3 separate regions of the Mus musculus genome follow, and regions 1 and 2 are each linked to region 3. Evidence: chromatin contacts called from public HiChIP or PLAC-seq data. All regions are on one chromosome and are shown on one strand. The core of a region is the stretch at or near the end of the contact, and the rest is flanking DNA. Distances in the headings are between cores, read along the strand shown.

Region 1 (4,690 bases), core at 2,062-4,561, 77 kb before region 3:
GATGATGCCCTCCAGGTCCATCCATTTGGCTAGGAATTTCATAAATTCATTCTTTTTAATAGCTGAGTAGTACTCCATTGTGTAGATGTACCACATTTTCTGTATCCATTCCTCTGTTGAGGGGCATCTAGGTTCTTTCCAGCTTCTGGCTATTATAAATAAGGCTGCTATGAACATAGTGGAGCATGTGTCCTTCTTACCAGTTGGGGCATCTTCTGGATATATGCCCATGAAGGATAATTTTTTAAAAAGACAACAGGTCCTATGAATTTGGACTGAATGTGATTTGCACTGTGAGACTTCTGTGAGCTCACACGGTCAAACGGATGTTGACGTGTGGGTGGGAGTTGCCCTCCATAAGCTCATATGTTTAAACACTTGTTTCCCACGGGGTTTCTATGTTGTAAAACTATATATGAGATGGAGCCTAGCTGGAGGAAGAGGGACAGGAAGAGGCGTAGCCTGGCCCCATGTCTGTGCTTGTCTGACTGATATAGTGGTATACGTATAGCGAGCAGCTGCAGTACATTTGCACTGTCTTACAAATAACCACGGCCCTGCCTCCCCCACCACAGTTGACTATATCCCCCAAACTCTGAATTCAAGTAGACACTTTGTTAAAAAGCAAAGCAAAGTAAGCAATCCCCCCCCCCCACCCGGACCCCAGTCCCTAGTATTTTTAAAGAAAGTAACAAGAAAAATGAACAGCAGCATTGAGTTTAAACTCTCAGGGCAGTAATGAGGTCTTGTAGAGATCAGCTGAATATCTAGACAGCCTGTGAGCTGAGGGGTTGTGGACATATGATTTAGTCTGTGACTCTAGGCTAACTGGGCCATGCAGATACAGTGTGGTCTAGTCTTTCTCTTGCTTATCTGTGTCTTGTGCGTATCTATGTGTGGTGGTACTGAGCCCATGTGCATGCCCATGGCAGAGCTTAATCCATGCCAACTGTTCATCTGTAGAGTGCGCTGACAGTGTGGAAGCACTCTCACATACATTTGCTCTTTGGGATGCTTGGTAGGGTTTCCATTCCTTCTCAGTGAGCAGGGAGGGAGCTTTTGGCACTTGAACCTCTGCCCATGAGTGCTGTGCCCTCACCTTCCCAATGCTGTGTTGCGGCCGCCAGCAGCTCGCAACATGAACGGTTCGACTGAGAAGGCTACTCGAGCTGTAAGAGAGGAATCTAGACGGGGCAAAAGAAGAAACGGAGCCAAGACAAATTCATTCTGATCAAAGCTCAAATTTTATTGTTGGGACACTAGTTATAAAGGAAGGGGGAGGGGACCCGATTCCCGCCGAATAATCTCTGGTCCAGTAGAAAGGTGCACGTGTGTGGCTCCGCAGGTTCTAGCAGTGGGCGTGGCAGAGCAAATGAGCGGGAAGCTCCACCCCTGAGCAAGCAGGTTTCAGGCTGGGGGAGGGGAGACTACAATGCTGTTCTGAGTTTTTATCACCATTCCATTCTTTCACCTACTTTCTGCTAAGACAAAAAACAAAAACAAAACAACAAAAAACAAAAACCCCAAAACCCCAAACCCCCGAAAAATGTGAAGAAATTCAAATTTCTTCTGGTAAATGTTTGAGTAGATACAGTCATCCTGAACATTACACGGAGTGCACATGTACCAAAACACCCGTGGCATTTCAGAAGTCAGGTGCCAGTTAAAGAAAAGAATATAAATAACATGGGGTCTGAGGGCGTGGCTTAATGGGTCAAGTGCTTGCAGGGTAAGCACGACGACCCAAGTTCAGATCCTCAATCCTCATATAAAAGCCAGGAGTAGGGGCATGTTCATATGACCCCATTGCTCAGTGGGAGGAGACAAGGACTCTGGAGCCTGCTGCCCATCCAGCCGAGTCAGCACAATGAGTTCCAGGTTCAGGGGAAATCCCTGTCTCAAAAATTCGAAAGAGGATGAGTAAGGCACCTAATGCCAACCTCACTTCCAAAATTGCGCACGCGTACACACACACACACACACACACACACACACACACACAATCAGCCAGATACATTTCCATGTTAAGAGAAAAATCTTAAAAACCAAAGAAGTTTCTGGCAATCAAAAGCCATCCAGATTCCTGACTGCATTAAGAAGCAACTGGTAGTGGGCATTCAAATGTGTAAAAGCACTTATGTGCACATGTGGGGGGCATGTAGTGGGTGGAGCCTCGATGCTGATATTGGAAAGCCTTCCGTGAACTTTGCCCAGCTCATTTACTGAGGCAGAGTATCTTCTTGAACCTGGACCTTCCTAGATGATAGAACCAGTCTAGCTAAGTCTAGAGAGGCAGCTTGCTCCAGGGATCCTGTCTCTGCAGTTTGAGTGCTGGAATTACAGGCAGGCTGCTGTGCCTACTGGGTATTTTCATGGGCCCTGGGGATCAGAACTTAATTCTTCTGCTTGTACAACAAACACTTCACCTGCTAAACCATTTCCACAGCCCCAGAGCAACGTATTTAACCAATAGTATGTGGTTGAGCCTTTTAACAAATACGAATTGAATCATTAATGGTTTCTATAGCTATTTTTTTCCCAAAGGGAATAAAAATTCGAGGAAATAAAAATCAGGTCTTTCTTTCAAAATCTGGCCATTTGTACCTTTAGAATGGCGGTACAGTTTTGAATTATGTAATCTAAGATAAATATTGAAACCTGAGGATCTGAAAAAGGGCAGTAAACAAAGAATTGTGAAATTGGAATGGAAATTCTTTAACTTGAAGGGGAAGCTTAAAAATGGCTTTATATTAAAGGCTGTCCCTGTGCCTCTGTGTCTCATCCTGTGACTCACAGTCTGTTGGTGTTGGAGGTGTGACAGTAAACATCTTTCCCTTCCCTCCTCCCTTCAATGCTCCCAGAGGGAAGCTGATCTTGTCCAGTGCTAGGAGTCAATCCCAGAACCTTGCCAAGTGCTCTACCACAGAGCTGGATTCCAAGCCTAGCAAATCCTTGTGGCTTTTACTATCTCCTCTGTAGTGTGTGTGTGTGTGTGTGTGTGTGTGTGTGTGTGTGTTCGTGCTTAAACTGAAGTGTTGTGTGTGTGTGTGTGTGCGCGCGCGCGCGCTTAAACTGGAGTGTGTAACATCTGAAAGGAAGAGAGAGCAGAGGTGGCGTCTACAGTCACTATTTTATCTTTATGAACTTGGGAAGGGATTGGCAGGTGGGCGACCGCAAATTTCTCTAGTGCGCCGCTGCTGTTTCCTGTTCCCATGAAGGGGAATTTCAGGGCTGTTCTCCCCTAGTAAACCAGGTCCTCGTGTCTAATGTCACTGAAATGTAAACATGATTGTGCTGCAATTGTGGCCCACTTGTTAACTTCAACTGCGTGGAAAATGTTAACGCAGGGCTGCTGTGTTTCCACAGGTACGTGTACTTACTGCAGCAGTCAAGTTGGAAGTGTTTCCTTTAAGAGTGAGGATCAGATATCCCGTGGGGCAGCTAAGGGGCACGTTTTCAGTCCTTCAGTGTAGAGAAAGCTGCAAGAATCTCTGTAGTAAAGCTAAGAGCGCCAGCATCCCTAAGGTACTGGATACATGTATTCAAATTACATTGTCTAGAAGTTTGAGGACTGTTGCAAAATTCAGTAAAATGTTTAAGTCCAGTGATTTAAAGATTTTTTTTCTTTTTGGTTTTTCAAGACAGGGTTTCTCTGTATAGCCCTAGCTGTCCTGGAACTCACTCTGTAGACTAGGCTGGCCTCGAACTCAGAAATCTGCCTGCCTCTGCCTCCCGAGTGCTGGGATTAAAGGCGTGCGCCATCCCTGGCTAAACATTTTTTCTTTGGAGCAGGAGGATCTCTCAAGTTACCCTAGGCTAGCCTAATTCACTCTGTTTTAAATTTTTTTTTTTCGTTTTTGAGACAAGGTTTCTCTGTGTATCTCTGGCTGTCCCGAAACTCTCCCTGTAGACCAGCCTGGCCTGGAACTCAGTGATCTGCCTGCCTCTGCCTCCAGAGTGCTAGGACCAAAGGTGTGCGCCACCACTGCTCCGCTGGCCTGAAACTCTTTATATAGCCTGGGCTGGCCTTAAACTTGCTATCCTCTTGTCTCTGTCTCCTAAAGGGTGGGATTACTGGTGCAAGGTTGGTTTTAGCCTCTTGAGCCGTGCGATAATTGCAGACATTTAGGTTGTTTGAATCATCCTTCCATGGTTGATGATGAAGCATCTCAGCTCATTTACACGATGCTCAATTCAGCCTGAGTCAAGGGAGTTCCAAAAGAAAAGGGGAAACGTAACTAAGATGATCCAAAGCACCCCCACCCACATAGATCTGCTATATATCAGATGCGACTCTGATGCTTAAAGGGATATATATATATATATATATAACCTGTTAAGAGTCTTAGAATTCCTGAATAAACTATTAATGGAGCTGGCTGCTTCTTTGAGTTCATAGCACCACTTTCAGGGACAATGCATGCTCATTTGATTTACTGCCAAGGCGTCCTTTTTGGGTCAAGTACCTAAAGAACAGGTGGACTAATGACAATATTTGTTTTCATTGTCGTGACAATGTCTGCTGTCTCTCAGCCTGGCTGTGTTCTTTTCAGGAGACCAATCTCTGAGCCTTTATTTTTTAAAGGATAATATTGAAAACTGAAATTACAAATGAAATGCATACAATCCCTAATTGGTTTTGGAATACCATACTTTGAAAATCATCTCTAAGTAATGGGATCTATGTATC
Region 2 (4,669 bases), core at 1,687-4,186, 110 kb before region 3:
GCTGTGAAGTTGCAGGGCTCAGTTGAATTTGAATATCAGATAAAAGAATAGTCTGTTGGGGGTTGGAAGATGGCTCAGAGGTTAAGAGCACTGATTGCTCTTCCAGATGTGCTGAGTTCAAGTCCCAGCAACCACGTGGTGGCTCACAACCATCTGTCATGGGATCTGATGCCCTCTTCTGGTGTGTCTGAAGACAGCTACAGTGCACTCATATATATAAAATAAATAAATCTTTTTTTTTTTAATTTTATTTATTTATTATATGTAAGTACACTGTAGCTGTCTTCAGACACCAGAAGTGGGCACCAGATCTCGTTATGGATGGTTATGAGCCACCATGTGGTTGCTGGGATTTGAACTCAGGACCTTCGGAAGAGCAGTCAGTGCTCTTAACCGTTGAGCCATCTCTCAGCCCCAATAAATCTTTTTTTAAAAAATCTTTAAAAGATAGCTTGCTGTTCCATATAGTACAGTGTTTCAGGTAATTATCAGATAAACATTTTTCTCTTGTAGATATGTCTCATACAATTTCTGTGACATCCTTATGAGAAATGCATTTGTTGTTTATCTGACATTTGAATTTAAATTGATATCTTGGTCCCCTCCCCCATCACATTTCAGTCCTTTTTTGTTTGTTTGGTTTTGGTTTTTTTTTTTTTTTTTTTTTTGGCCTTTTCTGAGACAGGGTTTCTCTGTGTAGCCCTGGCTGTCCTGGAACTCACTCTGTAGACCAGGCTGGCCTTGAACTCAGAAATCCACCTGCCTCTGTCTCTGTCTCCCGAGTGCTGGGATTAAAGGCGTGCACCATCACGCCCGGCTCACATTTCAGTCCTTTAAGAATGGCACATGGCTCTTTGTTTATCCCACCTGAACACCAGCTCCTTGCAGGTTCCACACAGCAGGCGACACAGCAAGCACTCTGCCAAAGCTGAATAATAGGTCCTTCAAGCTGAGACTCAGGCAGTGTCTGTTGGGATTGACTCTAAGTACAGGCCTTGGGGGAAAAAAGTCTGTTCAGCATGGAGAGCCTTACCACACACAGATGGCCTGATCAGTCTTCAGTTTCCCCCAGCAGAACAACATTCTTGACCCCCCTGGATCAGGTTCAAGAGGACTCTACTATTTTGCATTTAAAAAGGACTTTCTCTTCAAGAGGGTCTCCCAACAACTGGAGTGGGAGCCGTCCCTGACTGTTGTCTGCTTGTGGCTGCCTTGTCTGGCCACAGCGGGAGAGCTTGTGCCCAGGCCTGCAGGGGCTTGGTGTGTCAGGATGGGTTAGTACTCAGAGGGAGAGGGCGGCCCCTTCTCAATGCAGGGAAGGAGGGGGAAGGGGCGATGTGAGGCGGTAACTGAGAGGAGGAGGAGCTGCGATAGGGATGTAAAGTGAATAAATAAAATAAATTAACGGGGGGGGGGGGAGTTTCAAGATTTCTCATCGATGTTACTTGACTCGCAAGGCAAGTAATATCCTTTTACAGACGACGAAATGGAGACCGAATAATGTCTTGCTGAACAAGATCATTAAATAGGTACACTCTGGATCCTACTGATGAGGTGCTTTGTGCTCTTTCCCGCTGGACCAAGAGGCAGAATCAGAGAGTTCCTAGATCCTTCCTCCTCACCCAGAAAACTCTTCTAGGAAGAGGTCTGCTATGTGGCCCCCTTGCTGTGGATTCGGTTGATCTCCCCGTAATGTTACCCATCAACAGCCTGAGAGGAGACAGAAAGCCAGGCACTTGCATGTAGAAAACTCCTCTCAGGTGATTCTCAGCAACCCCGCGTCACACAAGTGCTGCAATTTAAAGCGCCTTCAGAATCACAGAGAATAGAAACGGAGGCGAGAAGCTGAAATCCAGCCCTTTCCCCTCACCTGCTTCTCTGGCAAGTTTCTAGGGGGAGGATTTGCACGTGGACTCCAACAATTTCCAGCTGTCTTTGGAATCAGTGAGGACGGCCGCGTGTGCAGAACTCACAGCGCCTTAACGTCTCTTTTAGATCAGGACCGGAGTTTGGAGTACACGGGTTGAGAATGGAGAAGGTGTCACATTCTACCTTTCTCTCTTGTCCCCGCGCCTCCCCCTCCCCCAACTCTGCATTCCTTTGATTTCCCTCCATCCTACCCTGGGCACAAAGAATAACCTAGAAAGGTAGAGGGTTAAAAGCTAATGACCCAAAGCAGAACACACTGTGAGCAATTCCACAGAAATGCCACCTGTGACATTAAGGCCCTAAACGGCTGCAGCCTTGGCGTGTTTGGCTCGGGATGAAAAGTGCGGGGCAAAGTATCCAGAGGGCAGCGGGCTTGTGCGACGGTCATTTGAAGTAACTTCCTACGTTTTTGGATCACAAATACCTGTCTGACAGGACGGGCTCCCACATACTTAACAGACGTTAGCGACGCGCCAAAGTTCTCCTTCCCTGGGCCAGCGGAATGAAATAAAATAGTCGCAAATCAAGTCCTTTTATGGGTCACTGAAGAAAACCTAGCCTGATCTTGGTCCGGAGCTCAGAGGCGGACCCACCTGGATGAGGGTTGGCATAAAAGATGATCACACCAGGCCAGACAATCTAACCAAGGACCAGGTTCCCCGGAGCAGCCTTTCCCTTTTTCCGGGGGCGGCTGAACCGCTCAGACGGCCCATGGCTCCCCTAGGTGGCCAGTGATCTTTACGCTCTTCCACCGAGCTCAAGCAGCTGGCGCCAGGACCCGGGCTGCGGTTGCCACGGTGACGACAGACGCGCGGAGCCTGCAGCTGAAGGCGGGTGAGAGGCGGGAGTTGCAACGCCTCCTCCCCCTGCAACCAGCGCGGGGGCCACGCGTTGCTCGCACGCGAGGGGTGTGGCTCTGCCTCCGGGAAAGCGCGGCCCGTGGGCGGCTCGGGGCTCAGCCAGTGAGAGGCCGGGGGAGTGGTGGAGGGAAGGCACAGTCCGGGTACTTAGAGCTGCGCCGCCAGCGGGACCGGATCTTCCTCGCAGCTCTCGCGCCGACGCTCCGGGCGTCGTAGACGCTAGGAGCGCTACCCGATTGTAACATGGTTACCCCTTGCCCTGCCAGCCCGGGCAGCCCCGCCGCGGGAGCCGGGAGGCGAGACAGCCACCAGAACCTCCGCGCCCCAGTGAAGAAGAGCAGACGCCCGTGCCTCCGGAGAAAGAAGCCGCTGCGGCCGCTGAACGCGTGTTCGCTCCCGGGAGACTCGGGCGTCTGTGACCTTTTCGAGTCCCCCAGCTCCAGCTCGGACGGCGCCGACAGCCCCGCAGTGTCTGCGGCGCGGGACTGCAGCTCCCTACTCAACCCTGCCCAGCCCTTGACAGCGCTGGATCTCCAGACCTTCCGAGAATACGGCCAGAGCTGCTACGACTTCCGAAAGGCGCAGGAGAATCTTTTCCACCCGCGGGAGTCGCTGGCGCGCCAGCCACAAGTGAGGCGCTGGCAAGAGCCAGACCCGGGGCCGTCGCGCTTCTGTCTCTCCCAGGCTAGCTCGCTCTCTCCATGGCTGCTGGCTGCCCTTCGCACAGCCCTAGTCATTGCAGCCCATTATCTGCCATCAGTAGGAGCAATTGGGACCTTCAAGGATTGGCCCACTGACCTATTTAGATGGAGAAAGGTTGTGGGTGGAGAGGTGGATATCGGAAGTTATAGGGGGTGGGTAGAGGAGTTTTATTATAACGCAGTTCGACAGCTTCTACGTCAGATCCAGAACTCCTAAATTTGCTTGCACTTCTGTTTAAAAAAAAAACAAAAACTTTACCCCCCACCCCCCACCCCTTATAGTCCCTTTGACTTGCTGAGAGGGTTAGACTGGGTAGTGTGCCCTAATGCACTGTGCACAATACCAGGCGCGAGCCCAAACGTTCCCAGGCGTTCCGGAACGCCTGGTTTAAGGCAGGCCCGTACCTCCCCCCCTCCCCCCCACGTGCCTCCTATTTTTCAGTCATTTAGCGTTTTCCCCTTTGCCTCTCTGCCTCTCTGGATTGTTTTGTTCGGGCGCGCGCTTCAGCACACTCCCCCTCTCGCTCCCGGCCAGGTGACTGCCGAATCGCGCTGTAAACTGCTCAGCTGGCTCCTGCAAGTCCACCGCCAGTTCGGCCTCTCTTTCGAGTCGCTGTGTCTGACCGTGAATACTCTGGACCGTTTTCTCCTCACGACCCCTGTTGCTGCAGACTGCTTCCAGCTGCTCGGGGTCACCTGTCTGCTCATCGCTTGCAAGCAGGTACCACCAGGCGAAAGAGTGCGATGTGTTTGCAGCCAGCGCCCCCCTTCCCCAACTCGTGCATGGCTTAGGGCTGGGTTGCTTGGCTTATCTGGGCAGATGCTCGAAGATCTTTCCATGTCATAGCCTTAACTTCTCTTACCACTCACAGCAACAATCCTTTCAGACTACAAAGAGGTTAGGCTGTAGCTGGCCGCCCAACCAAAGCTTTGTGGTACTTGTCTCTGGAAAAGATGCTTTTAAAGTCAATCTCTCTCTCTCTCTCTCTCTCTCTCTCTCTCACACACACACACACACACACACATTTTAAAGTTGGGTTGTAGATAGAGAAGGTGCACTAGCAGCTGTGGGTGGGGGGAGAGGTTTCAGGAGCGGAATTGTGGAAGTGGAAGGAATATAGAGTTCGAGTCCCAGTTTTCTCCCGGGTTTTAGGCTGGATGGATTTGGGTCCCAGGTAC
Region 3 (4,520 bases), core at 262-2,761:
TCCACATCCCTAGTTTTCCTGGGGTGACTCTCACAAAGCTGGACTGCAAAGGACTATCTGTGGACATCATGATGAATTCAAGGAGATTCTCTTCTGTAGGGCTCTGGCTCTGAGCACACATGCTGGCCTGAGCAGTAGGGCCAGGTTGCCACCAGCCAGTCTTAAAAAGGTCGTCATAAGGATTAGAGCAGGTGGAAAGCTTTAAAGACCAGCAATGCTCACCCCATTCAGAGTCATATTAGTAGAATTTGTGAGGCAGGAGCTGGGGTGTTCAGACATTGTTTCAAAAGCCTGCCAGACTGCTCTGACTAGTCCAGCATATGACGTACTGCGTTCTTGCTCCCTCCCTTCTGGGTCCACACAGCTGCTCTGAACACGGAAAACAAAGTGTAAAAGGAAAAGTTGTCCTTACTGTTTACTTTGAAGAAAATAAATAATTGGATTAAAAAAAAAACCTCAGAAAACCAAAATTCAATTATAAAGGAATAAAGAGGAAAGAAAATCTGCTCTAATCTCATAGCACTGCCATGCTGGTCATGTGTCCACTTTTGGTCTCAAACATCTTTCAACCTTGTTTTAAAATTCCCTTTCATTGTTAGTCACACGCTAAATCCTAGGACTTCTTTTAGATTCCTCTCTGCATCTCCTACTTCTAAAAGCTTATTTGTCCTGGGGTAAATCCTGGCGGTTTCCATATTTGCCTGCCATTTTTACCCCCCGCCAATCTTCCTACCAGGTTCTTCAAGGGACATGGAGAACCTCACAGAAGCTGTTGTTCTTCCCGGGTCAGGGCAAGAACAATGATGGCATTCCCACCAGTGCATGGTCCTTTCCCTCAGACAGGAATATTGGTTCCTATTCACTACATAGCAGGAACAGCTGAAGAGAAAATACTACAGCTCTCCCAAGCAGTCCGTGTGAGAGATCTTCCCCAGAGTCAGGAAGACTTGCCAGGAAAACACTAACCAAGAGAAATAGTGAGAAACTCCCCACAGTCCTCATTAGCTTCTGCTGTCCAGCTTGGTTAGGTGTGACCCTCTCCAAAGCTGTCTGCACAGTAGTCAAAGAAAGAAAGGCTGAGATGCCTCATTTACCACTATTACCTCTCTTGGAAGACAGGTTGATCTCCCAACTCAAGAGTATTTCATTCATTTCTTTGCTCATCTCAAGTTCCCTTTTAAGGCAATATTCAAGCTATAAATCGGCAGCAATCTCCATTGGTGGTTCTGCTAATTTTTGGAAAGAAACTATGAATACATATTTTTTCCTCTAAAACTACTGAAATTCAAAAATGAATGCTAAGTGTTCCCAGGCTTTGAGTATTCTCAGTTATACTTAAGACATCATGGTGAAAGCACCCCACAAATCTATTCTATGATGGTTTTGATGAAAATTACATGAGTCTGTCTTACCTTCAGGAATAAGCAGAAGAAAAAGGAGAGTAGCAAGAGATGGCCCCCGGGGACCAGAGGCGTTCCTCATCGTGGCTCTCCCACCCCAATCAGCAGGGATCTCTGTGTTTGTTTCTTTCTACTTATATATGAGAGTGCAAAGGATGTGGTTTTGTTCTTCTCTTTCAAATGTCCAGGTGTAGAGCTGGAAAATGAAACTAAAATAGGGAGAGTAGGCGTTGTCCCTCCTCACCTGCAGTAGTGCTGTTGTAGTTTGTGCTGCCCGGTGGAGATGGAGGTTTGTAGCCTCCTAGGGAAAGCTGAGAGGGAAGAGAATCGTGTTGCCATTAGAATGTAGTTCATAAGCAGGGACTAGAAATGACTCAGTTGGGGTGTTTTTATCAATGGCCATATTTTCTTCAGGGTCCCTTAGTAGGAGCTCTTTGAAAAGCCAGAAATCAGAGTTTTAGATGCTAAGGAGGTAGATCATCTGTTCAAGTACTTGCCACACAAACACAAGGACCTGAGTTCAAATCCCCAGAACCCACAAAACAATCTGGGTGCAATAGCGTGTGGCTGTGATCCCAGAACTGCAGAGATAGGAAGATCTAACTGCACTGGCAACCTCCAGGTTTAGTGAGAGACCCTGTCTCAAAAGATAGTGGGAACTGCTTGAGGAAGATGCCAGGGTCAATCTCTGGTCTCTTCGTGCATATGCATACACATGTATACACACACACACTCTCTCTCTCTCTCTCTCTCTCTCTCACACACACACACTTGGAATTAAAAAAAAAAGTCCTAAAATTGGTCCCAAAGCACATTTCTTTTTACCTATTTTCTTGGGTTATAAGAATAGATAAGACGAATACAAGCAGAGGTCTAGAGGGACATTTATGGACAGTAGTTCGTGCCGTAATAATAAAGTACGTGTAATCAAGGATAGGTTAATTTGTCCCAGCATTAGGGACAGTTGCTTTCTTGAAACAGACATCCTCCATGGTCCGTCTCTGGAGGACAGTGCTGACTTGGTTTCTAGTAGAAAGTCTTGAGCTTTCTATCTGAGTAGAGGAAGTGGTCTCTGTCGTGAGGCACAGGGCCGGCTCTATGTTTGTCCCACGAGGATGTCTGGTTAAGCCCCTCGTCCCCACCGTTAACACCTTGTGGCTTCAGGCCAACTGAGTACTTCTTCAGAAACCACGTGACCTTAGAAGGGCCCCCTGCTGAGACACCTGTGGTTCTTGGTCCCACGTTATCATTTGGTCATTATCATTTCATCATTGTCGGGAACATCAGTGAGATAGCAGGAGATCGTGAGATAGCATGCTTCAGGTTTTCATGAGTAATTTTCTTGTCAGTTTTTTTTTTTCCTTTTACAAATTCACACTTGCACCGAATGAAAAGGGGGGAAGATTGTCAGTTTTGTTTATATATAACTGTGGTCATGTTTTCTCCATTTATTCTGACTTTTAAAAATTATTATTATGTTATATTTTATATATATATATACATTTAAATTTAATTTTATTTGTAACTCATTTTTTACACTCCATATTCCATTCCCTGCCACACCCCATCCACCATCTGGCTGCTCCACATCCCACAGCTCCTCCCAACCCCACCCCATCTCCATGTGGATGCCTCCACCCCCACCCCACCTGACCTGTAACTCCCTGGGGCCTCCTGTCTCTTGAGGGTTAGGTGCATCATCTTTGAATGAACACAGACCTGGAGGTATGTGTGTTGGGGGCCTCATATCAGCTGGTGTGTGCTGCCTGATTGATGGTTCTGTGTTCGAGAGATCTCAGGGGTCCAGATCAATTGAGACTGCTGGTCCTCCTACAGGATCGCCCTCTTCCTCGGCTTCTTTCAGCTTTCCCTAACTCAACAACAGGAGTCAGCAGGCTCTGTCCATTGGTTGGGTGCAAATACCTGCATCTGACTCTTTCAGCTGCTTGTTGGGTCTTTCAGGGGGCAGTCATGATAGATCCCTTTTTGTGAGCATTACATAGCCTCAGTAGTAGTGTCCGACCCTGGGACCTCCCCTTGAGCTGGATCCCACTTTGGGCCTGCCGCTGGACCTTCTTTTCCTCAGACTCCTCTCCATTTCCATCCCTGTAATTCTTTCAGACTGAAACAATTATGGGTCAGAGGTGTGACTGTGGGGTTGGAAACCCCATCCCTCACTTGATGTCTTGTCTTCCTGCTGGAAGTGTGGTGTGCTCTATAAGTTCCCTCTCCCTACTGGCATTTCATCAAAGGTCCTTCCCTATGAGTCATGGGAGTCTCTCACCTTCCAGGTCTCTGGTGAATTCTGGTGGGGATAGGGGCTGGGGGCAACCTCCTATTTCCTGAGGTTGCCTGTTTACATTCTTTCTGCTGGCCCTCAGGGCTTCAGTTCTTTTCCCTCACCCAATACCAGATCAGGTTCCCCTCTACCCCCACCCCCATACTTTCCCTCCCAAGTCCCTCCCTCCCTCCCTCCCTCCCTCCCTCCCTCCCTCCCTCCCTCCCTCCCTCCCACCCTCCCCACTTGTGATTGCTTTCTTCTCTCTCCCAAGTGGGACTGAGGTATCCTCACTTGGGCACTTCAGCTTGTTGAGCCTTTTGAATTCTGTGGACTGTATCTTGTGTATTCTGTATGTTTTTTGTCTTTTCTTTTCTTTTTGGCTAATAGCCACTTATTAGTGAGTACATACCATGCATGTTCTTTTGGGTCTGAGTTACCTCACTCAGGATGATATTTTCTAGTTCCATCCATCTGCCTGCAAAAGTCAGGATGTCCTTGTTCTTAACAGCTGAGTAGTATTCCATTGTGTAAATGAACCACATTTTCAGTATCCATTCTTCTGTCGTAGCTTCTGGCTATCACAAATACGGCTGCTATGAACATAGTGGAACTCGTGCCCCTTTGGCATGGTGGGGCATCGTTTGGGTATATTTCTAAGAGTGGTATAGCTGTGTCTTCAGGTAGATCTATTCCAATTTTCTGAGGAACATCCAGATTGATTTCCAGAGTGATTGTATCAGTTTGCAATCCCATCAGCAATGGAGGAGTGTTCCTTTTTCTCCACATCCTCTCCAACATGTATTGTTACCTGAGGTTTTGATCTTAGCCATTCTGATTGG

The links. HiChIP or PLAC-seq counts read pairs in DNA pulled down with a chosen protein or histone mark.
Region 1: an H3K4me3 HiChIP or PLAC-seq map of the SCID.adh cell line shows a contact between it and region 3, with 16 read pairs. The contact joins the enhancer-like site here to the promoter of Gzma in region 3. A contact is called at or near these places in 2 of 39 promoter capture datasets (cranial neural crest and embryonic stem cells), 1 of 15 datasets of contacts at CTCF or cohesin (CD8 T cells), 3 of 115 datasets of contacts at active chromatin or transcription factors (CD8 T cells, the SCID.adh cell line and effector CD8 T cells) and 3 of 9 other capture datasets (adipose tissue, liver and pancreatic islet).
Region 2: a contact with region 3 is called in an H3K4me3 HiChIP or PLAC-seq map of the SCID.adh cell line, with 17 read pairs. The contact joins the promoter of Ccno here to the promoter of Gzma in region 3. A contact is called at or near these places in 3 of 39 promoter capture datasets (embryonic stem cells, liver and stem cell-derived epiblast-like cells), 1 of 484 Hi-C or Micro-C datasets (olfactory sensory neurons), 3 of 115 datasets of contacts at active chromatin or transcription factors (the SCID.adh cell line, effector CD8 T cells and memory CD8 T cells) and 3 of 9 other capture datasets (adipose tissue, liver and pancreatic islet).

What each region holds. Positions count from the first base shown.
Region 1 is chr13:113,020,805-113,025,494 of GRCm38.p6, forward strand. No RefSeq gene overlaps it. Among named protein-coding and RNA genes, the nearest start is that of Cdc20b, 12 kb to the right of the region's middle. Within about 2 kb of position 3,312, at least 32 of the 459 cell types and tissues checked have an H3K27ac peak or open chromatin away from gene starts, as enhancers often do. A contact at or near this core is called in CD8 T cells and the SCID.adh cell line, where this site is marked.
Region 2 is chr13:112,984,866-112,989,534 of GRCm38.p6, forward strand. It overlaps Ccno (cyclin O), which reads left to right and starts at 2,937. Exons shown (of 3, transcript NM_001081062.1): 1 at 2,937-3,419; 2 at 4,026-4,211. The coding sequence starts at 3,033.
Region 3 is chr13:113,099,470-113,103,989 of GRCm38.p6, forward strand. Gzma (granzyme A) reads right to left here and starts at 1,512. Exons shown (of 5, transcript NM_010370.3): 1 at 1,413-1,512. The coding sequence starts at 1,482. It also overlaps a transcript of Cdc20b not described here.